Linked DNA regions of Sus scrofa: region 1 is linked to region 2. A link is a contact called in public HiChIP or PLAC-seq data. All regions are on one chromosome and are shown on one strand. The core of a region is the stretch at or near the end of the contact, and the rest is flanking DNA. Distances in the headings are between cores, read along the strand shown. Region 1 has its middle 13 kb from the start of JUN. Region 2 has its middle 120 kb from the start of JUN.

Region 1 (3,832 bases), core at 1,090-3,589, 140 kb after region 2:
TCCACTATACAGCGCAGTATTCTTTTTTTTTCTCCTTGCAATGAATCAAAGACCTTTATACCAAGGAACCAAAAAGTGAGAAAGATCTCTGAAAATTCTTAGAACAAATGATAAGCTTAAGAATTGAATGATAAATCTGGCATTGCAAGTAGAAAATACCAAGAGAGGCTGACGTGTATCTACCGTGTGGCTTAAGACATTGCTAAGAGTAAATATAGTAACCAATTCTTGGCATAAATAGTCTTAAAATCTTTCCACCTGAGGATAGCAATGCGGAATTGAACAATTGTCACTTTGTCAGAAGGCAGTGTGACTCTAATCATTCACCCTGTGTTTATCAAATTTATTCACCTCCTCTGTCCAGGCACCTGCTAAGAACTGGAGGTGAGAAGTTGTGAAAACATGGATGCTACTATCAAAAGTCAGTGGCATTCAATACATAATTGCCATACAGAGGCAAACAGAGTGTATTTTGGGAGCTAGTAACCCACCTAAGTGAGCTCAGCAATAGCTTCACTGAGGAGCTGATTTGGAATTGCATCTTTTTTTTTTTTTTTTTTTTTGTCTTTTTAGGGCTGCATTCGCAGCATATGGAAGTTCCCAGGGTAGGGGTCAAATAGGAGCTGCAGCTGCCAGCCTATGCCAGAGCCACAACAATGTGGGATCCGAGCTGTGTCTGCAACCTACACCACAGCTCAAGATAATGCCAAATCCTTAACCCACTGAATCAGGCCAGGAATCAAACCCGCGTCCTTGTGTATACTAGTTGGGTTCGATACTGCTGAGCCACCAAGGGCACTCCTGGAATTGCTTCTTAAAAGAGATGGGTGGGACTTTGACAGAAACATGGGAGATGGTGTTCCGGGGAGAGGGGACATCAGAGACTAAGGTAAATAGGACTCAGAACCCATCCGTGCAGCATGGACAAAATGGACAGGGTTCCTGCCCATGGCCCCGTGCAGTGGGTGAAAGGATCTGGCATTGCCACAGCTGTGGCTGAGATTCAATCCCCAGCCCAGGAACTTCCATATACCACAGGTGTGGCCATAAAATGTGAAAGAAAGAAAGAAAAGGAGACACCAAACAAATGATTAAACAGATAATCACAATTGCTTTAACAAGCCCAGTCTTTTGTAAAGTGCTACAAAGACATATGAGCAGTATCAATGGGAAGCCACAACCAGAGCCCTCAGTGAAGGGGTGGACTAGGGCTGGCCTGAGGCTGCTCACTACAGGAGGCCTCCCCAAGGAAGTGATCTTGAAACTGAGACCCAAAAGAATGAGTCCAGCACATGGGGTTGGAAGGGAGAGAATTTGTGTCTTGGGTGAGAGCATGTGGTAGCAGTAACTAGAAGACCAGTATAGTTAGAATGTACCATTCCCTCCGAGAGTGGAGGTGAGAGAAGGAGGAAGCCATGGGGACGTGGATCCAGAAGCGACATGGTTAATGCACCATGTCCCCAATGTAGTCCCCAACCCCAAGTCTTCAACAGTCTGAGAGGCTAGAAGACAGTGAACAAAGAGGACCCAGGCTTTATCAGAAAGTCACACACTTCATTTTTAGGGCAGAAGCTCCACTTCCTGGCTATTAAAGACTGATCAGGACATTAGCTGTTTAGAAAGCTCTTGCGATGTGCCCACGCCTTCTCTTCTTACCTTCTTTCAACTTCACCATTTCCCTGTCAAGTAGCTATGGCAGGCTTGTTCCCAGGTAAGGAAACCCGAGACTCAGCTATTATGGAATATGACTAAGACCCCAGGGCTGAAAGAGGCAGGAGCAGAATTTGGCTGCAAATTGAACTGCCTCTAAAGAAAACCAAAAGCATTAGAAATATTGCAAAATTCCGACGGCTCAGCGGTCTCACCCTCCCCGCATGGTATTTTGACAGATAGTCGGTTTACAGTGAATGCATATTCCTTTTCCTTAATGTGGAAGGTGAATGGGGAACTCCAGGGACCTTTTTATTCTTTTTCCCATTCCTATCTGGGCTTTATGCCCCTGCTGTTTTGAATTCCATTTCAAATGAAAAAATAACTAAAAACCACACTCGGCCAAGCCATTTGGATTTAAAACAGACCGGCAGAAACCTGGAAGGAGTCAGGATTCTCCCTAATATATTAAATATAGCAGCCAGCGCCCGTCTGAGAGGGCTCTGCTCCATTTTGTAAAGAGAACAGGCTGTATTTTGAAAATGGATGAGTCGGGTGCGCTGTTGTGACTTGTTTCCAGGTCTGGAGGCCAGGCCTGGTTTTGATCTGACAGGCCTGGGTCTCCAAACATGGGTTGTTTCTTTGCAAAGGCTCAGAGAGGTGGCAGCCTTGCCAGGCACTGACCTGGAACAGCGTTGCCTTGAAGACTTCCTGGGTGGGTCTTAAGTGGGATTCGGTGCATATTGTGGAATCACAGTAAGGAGCTCAAAAACCAGTGTTTTTCATTATGCCAGCAAATCAGTCAGTTCCACTGTTTGCTCAGGTGTGCGGCCATGTGCCCTGTGCCCTGATCTCTATAGAATAAGAAAGTATTGTTTAAAGGAAGAAAGAATTGAAGAGGAAAGAATGTCATAGCAAAAGTGAGACTCTGGTCTCTTTAAAGCAATATAAAGTCTTTGCCATCGATTCTATTTACTCATCGGTCACCCTCCAGTCTTTATAAAAAAAAAGGAGTCTGCTAAGGGAGCAGCAGGATTCATTCAGTTAATTACTCAATACTTCAGGTCCTCTGCAGGGCTTCCTTCAAAGACTCTGTAGTCTCTGAACAGTGCCAGTAGATGGCGCCAGAGGGCACAGTGCTCCTTGCTTCTCAGGGTGTGAAGGATGAGAAAAACCAGCCAACAAATTCAGCAGGGACAAAAGTATGGGCGTCATTTGCCTTCAAGAGGACCAAGTATAAACACATTTTTTTTTTTCAGAATAGAGAAGCATATGCGCTGGAAATGTTCTTGCCCTACCAGCCAGAGTCCAGGAAGTGAGTGCCAGATACTGTTTACAAGACAGCTCTTATTTCAGAATGAAAAATAAGGCTCAGCAGGTAGGGGGCCTTGAAGATGAGCTGGGAATTTCCAAGGAGCCCAAGCTGCAATGAATGGAGCTGCAGAGGGCTTGACTCAAGATATTCCCTGGATTAGACAGTGGAGGTTGTGCAAATAAACCCATCTGTCTTACCAGAGGGATCGGATTGGCATGCTGGGGACAATGGTGATGTCCTAGAGATGGACAGGAATGAATTAAAATACCGCATGTGTGACCTTAGGCAAGTCTCGTTCCTTCACTGAACATCAGTCTACTCATCCTTGGAAGAGATGTAATAGTTGTAAAGTGTGGTAGGGAAGTGGGTGTAGAGGGTTGATTTACGGAAAACACTTAGCACAGCATTCAGTATTCAGCAATCTCTGAAAAATTCCACCAACGATAGCACTAAGACCCATTCACATGGGAATCAGGACCATTCCAGGTGGAAAAGACAGCCTTCTCATTTGTGTCCTTGCTGTGTCTAATACACTCCTGACTCTCTATGGTCTTATCACATTATTTTGCATCTTATTTATTTATATAGAGCATTAGGTTGGGCACTCTTTTAAGGTAAGGGCTGTGCTAAAAAATTCTCTTTGCATTCCCAGAATCTACCAGAGCCCCTGCAACATAACATCTGTTGAATACACGAGTTTTTCTTATGAGCAAGTCATTCCAACCCACCAAGCTGAGTGATTCAGATACCGTGTTACGGCCACATCTCACTTTTTTTTCCCCCCACTGTGCTCAAAAAAGAAAACAGAAAATACTACAAACCCAGTGATGAGAATTAATTTTGAATTTTTTATTTTAGCCAAAGACC
Region 2 (3,485 bases), core at 362-2,861:
ATACCATTGAATATTACCCTTCAAAGTCCATCTACCTATAGGAGCCAAACTTCTCTTTTGGCAGAAAAATAACTTCCGAGAGAGGAAGAGATAGGTCCAAGTCCACACATTAAATTAAGAGACAGGTTCAGAACCAGATCTTGGGTCCCTTGACACTGACCCATGCTCAGTGACAGTCTTTTTACGTTTCACTTTCTGTTAACAAGGAAAATTCAGGACTTTAGCAATTTGTCTTCATTCATTGGACACCTATCACTCAAGAGATTCACAGTAGGGTATCTAGATCTATATTGATCTAGATCTAAATGTCCATTCAATGCAACAGCAAGTCCACACAAGACGCATTTTTTTTTTTTTGGGCCATGCCCAGAGTATGGGAAACTTTCTGGGCTAGGGGTCAAACCCTTGCCACAGCAGTGACTTGAACCAGTGATAAGGCCAGATCCTTAACCACTAGGCCACCAGGGAACTCCCATGAGGCTGTTTTTAGTGTTAATTTCCATTTTACAGATAAGGGGCATGAGGCAGAGAGAACTTAAGTTTCTTACTCAAGCCCACAGCCAACAAGTAGTAAAGCCACGATTTGAGCCAGGGTTTGAGCCCAGGCAGTTGGGCTCCTAAGTCTGTACTTAACAACAACAGCGTACAGACCTTCCCAACATGCAAAAAAGTGTACAGTGTCTGCCTCTGAGAAGCACACTCCCTGGAGAAGAGAGACAGCCCACAAGGGTGTGTAGTCACATGCTACCCGCACCAGGAGAACAAAAGAGGGAGCGTTTGTTCTACTAGGGGAGGAGAGAGAGAATTAAGAAAGCAGCCTGAAGGAGGTGACTTTTATCATTTCCAGAGTTTTCCTTTGTTGAGGTGGGGAAGTTTGAGGTAGCTAAGGCTTAGGGAATATCATCACAGAGCTCCGGAGGCCAGGATACCAGGTATGAACAGTGTGTGACATGGCCTAGTTACTTAACTTCCAGGGGCCTCAGCTTCCTCACCTGTATAATGGGGATAATAACACCTGCCTTGTGAAGCTGTTTGAATACTAAATGAGATCATGTGCTCGCGACCCAGTGTTATTCCAATCTTTATTTACCTCTCATAAAACTATTTCCCTCAGTAAAAAATTTTAATTGAGCCCATTTTTTTTACACCCATGCTCCCAGTTGCATTAGTAATAATAATCCTAAGTGTCATTATTAGTCATTTGTAGTAACAATATAATTAATAATAATGTTAATTGGCATTGATTGAGGGCACTAAATACTTAATATGTATAATCTGTATCTATCTAATCGACTCCACAGAACCTATCTTAGAGATAGGTAGCATTATCCCCATTTTAGAGATGAGAATAATAAGGCTCAGAGAGATGAAGAAATTTACACGAAGGTCTCCTGGATAGGAAGTGGCAGAACTAGTATTCAGACCCGAGTCTGTCTGGCCCGAAAAATGTCCGACAGAGAATGCCCTGGGTTTGGAGTTCACGCCGGCCTTGGCCATGTCCCTCAGCCTCTTTCTCAGAAAGAAAACAAACATTCTAAGCGTTCTGCGTACACGTTGGAACAGGAACGCCCTGGAGAGGCAGGCTGAAGCAGGAAGATCTGTCCTTATTTGGAGGGTGGGGTTGGGGCCGTCCCTCAGCCTTGTCACCCAGCCTGGAGGTCCCGGCCAGAGCCGGACTGGAACTGGCACCGAGGTCGTCTTGGCGGGTCAGCGTGTGCCTTCTCCGGCTTCGGGTGGCTCTGGGCAGCCAGGGGCGACCGGCCCCCCGCAGGGACTGTCTGCCTGCCAGGGAGGCCGCTTGCTGGTGACCCAGCCCGTCCCCACGTGGGTGGCTCCCAGGCAGCAGCGAGTTAATCTGCTATCTGTTGGGAAGGCTTCCAGAACCCTCCTCCCAGCCCGTGTTTGCTCAGGGCTGGGCTCTTCAGAAACTGAAACCAGCGGGGCGCCAGGCCCCGCCAGCTCTCATGGGATCCTGCCTGGGTTTACCTTCTATGGGGAGGCCCGCGAGGGCTGGGCGGAGCGCGGTGTGCAGCCAGGCAGGGCCGGCGACGTGGCGACCGGGATCCCTCCCCTCCTCCCAGGAGTCACCCCGCCCCCACCCCGGGACCTGCTCCAGGCCCGGGGGGAAGCACGTGGGCTAACCAGCCACCAGGGGTGGCTGGAATCCTGGCCCAGCCCTGCACCCTCTGAGACATTGAATGCACCACTAAACCTCAGGAGTTTGGCTTTCTTTCACTATAAAATGGGGGTAAATAATACCTAGCCGCCAGAATCAGTAGCATCTGTACCTTAGTACCTCTGATCCAAAAGAAGGAGTTCCCCTCATGGCTCAGTGGATACGAATCTGACTAGCATCCATGAGAACACAGGTTTGATCCCTGGCCTTAGTGGGTTAAGGATTCTGGGTTGCAGTGAGCTGGGGTGTAGGTAGCAGCGCAGCTCGGATCTGGCGTTGCTGTGACAGTGGCATAGGCTGGCAGCTGTAGCTCAGATTCAACCCCTAGCTTGGGAACCTCCATATGCCATGGGTGCAGCCCTAGAAAGACAAAAAAAAAAACAAAAACAAACAAAAAAACCTCTACATATGGTCACTGTACTGGTGTGCTTATTATCAGTATGGCTGTTGGGTTGGGCAGCCTGCCTTGTGAGGTGGTAAGCTCCCATTACTCAAAGTGTCAAGCACAAGCTGAGTGAGATGGGGACAAAAAAGGAAAAATTAGGACAGAAAGGGACCCGTACTTGCCAGAGCCAGGTACTACTGACTTGGTCATCTCAGAATCACCTGGGAAGCTCACTCCATCTCAGATCCACTGAATCAAAACCCCTGGTGGCAAGTGTTTTAAAAGTACAGCTTTGCTTTCTTTTTAAAACCACTGATCTAGACCAATAATCCCAACATTGTTCCTCTTCAAAAGACCCTTATGTTCTTCCCTCCTACCCCATTGATTGCACAGTGGGAAAGATTTTATTGACCAAACTAGATTGGTTAACTCGCAATTAATTTATTTGCTTTCTACATAAATTATTAACCAAAGACCCAGAGTTCATCCAACAAATAGTCGTTCATTCAACAAATTTATTTGCTAAGCAACTGCTTGTGCCAGGCACTGTGCTGCGTACTGGGGGACAGTATGGGAGCTCTGTCCTCAGGGGCTCTCCAGTCTGGTGTGGGATGTAGACAGGGAATGAGAATTCAGATACTTGGCCCTGAAGCCAAGAGAATGTCACTGAACATGACACCCAGAAGCCTCACAGCGACCAGATAGAGTTCCAGTCAAAGGCAAAGAAAGTTGATGCACCATTTCTCTTTATGGCCTCGTTATACAGAAAGTTGGATGGCCCTCTCTGACACACACACACACACCTGCACTCATAAAAACACCTACATACACATATAATGTACAATGGCATTATTACTTTTACGGATTCCATAAAGTCCAGGACCCTTAGATCACGAACATCTAAGGCCTTATGAAGAAAAGAAG

Evidence for each region. HiChIP or PLAC-seq counts read pairs in DNA pulled down with a chosen protein or histone mark.
Region 1: a contact with region 2 is called in an H3K27ac HiChIP or PLAC-seq map of alveolar macrophages. The contact joins two enhancer-like sites.

What each region holds. Positions count from the first base shown.
Region 1 is chr6:153,697,087-153,700,918 of Sscrofa11.1, forward strand. No RefSeq gene overlaps it. Among named protein-coding and RNA genes, the nearest start is that of JUN, 13 kb to the left of the region's middle. Within about 2 kb of position 2,340, at least 9 of the 83 cell types and tissues checked have an H3K27ac peak or open chromatin away from gene starts, as enhancers often do. A contact at or near this core is called in alveolar macrophages, where this site is marked.
Region 2 is chr6:153,560,815-153,564,299 of Sscrofa11.1, forward strand. No RefSeq gene overlaps it. Among named protein-coding and RNA genes, the nearest start is that of JUN, 120 kb to the right of the region's middle. Within about 2 kb of position 1,612, at least 76 of the 83 cell types and tissues checked have an H3K27ac peak or open chromatin away from gene starts, as enhancers often do. A contact at or near this core is called in alveolar macrophages, where this site is marked.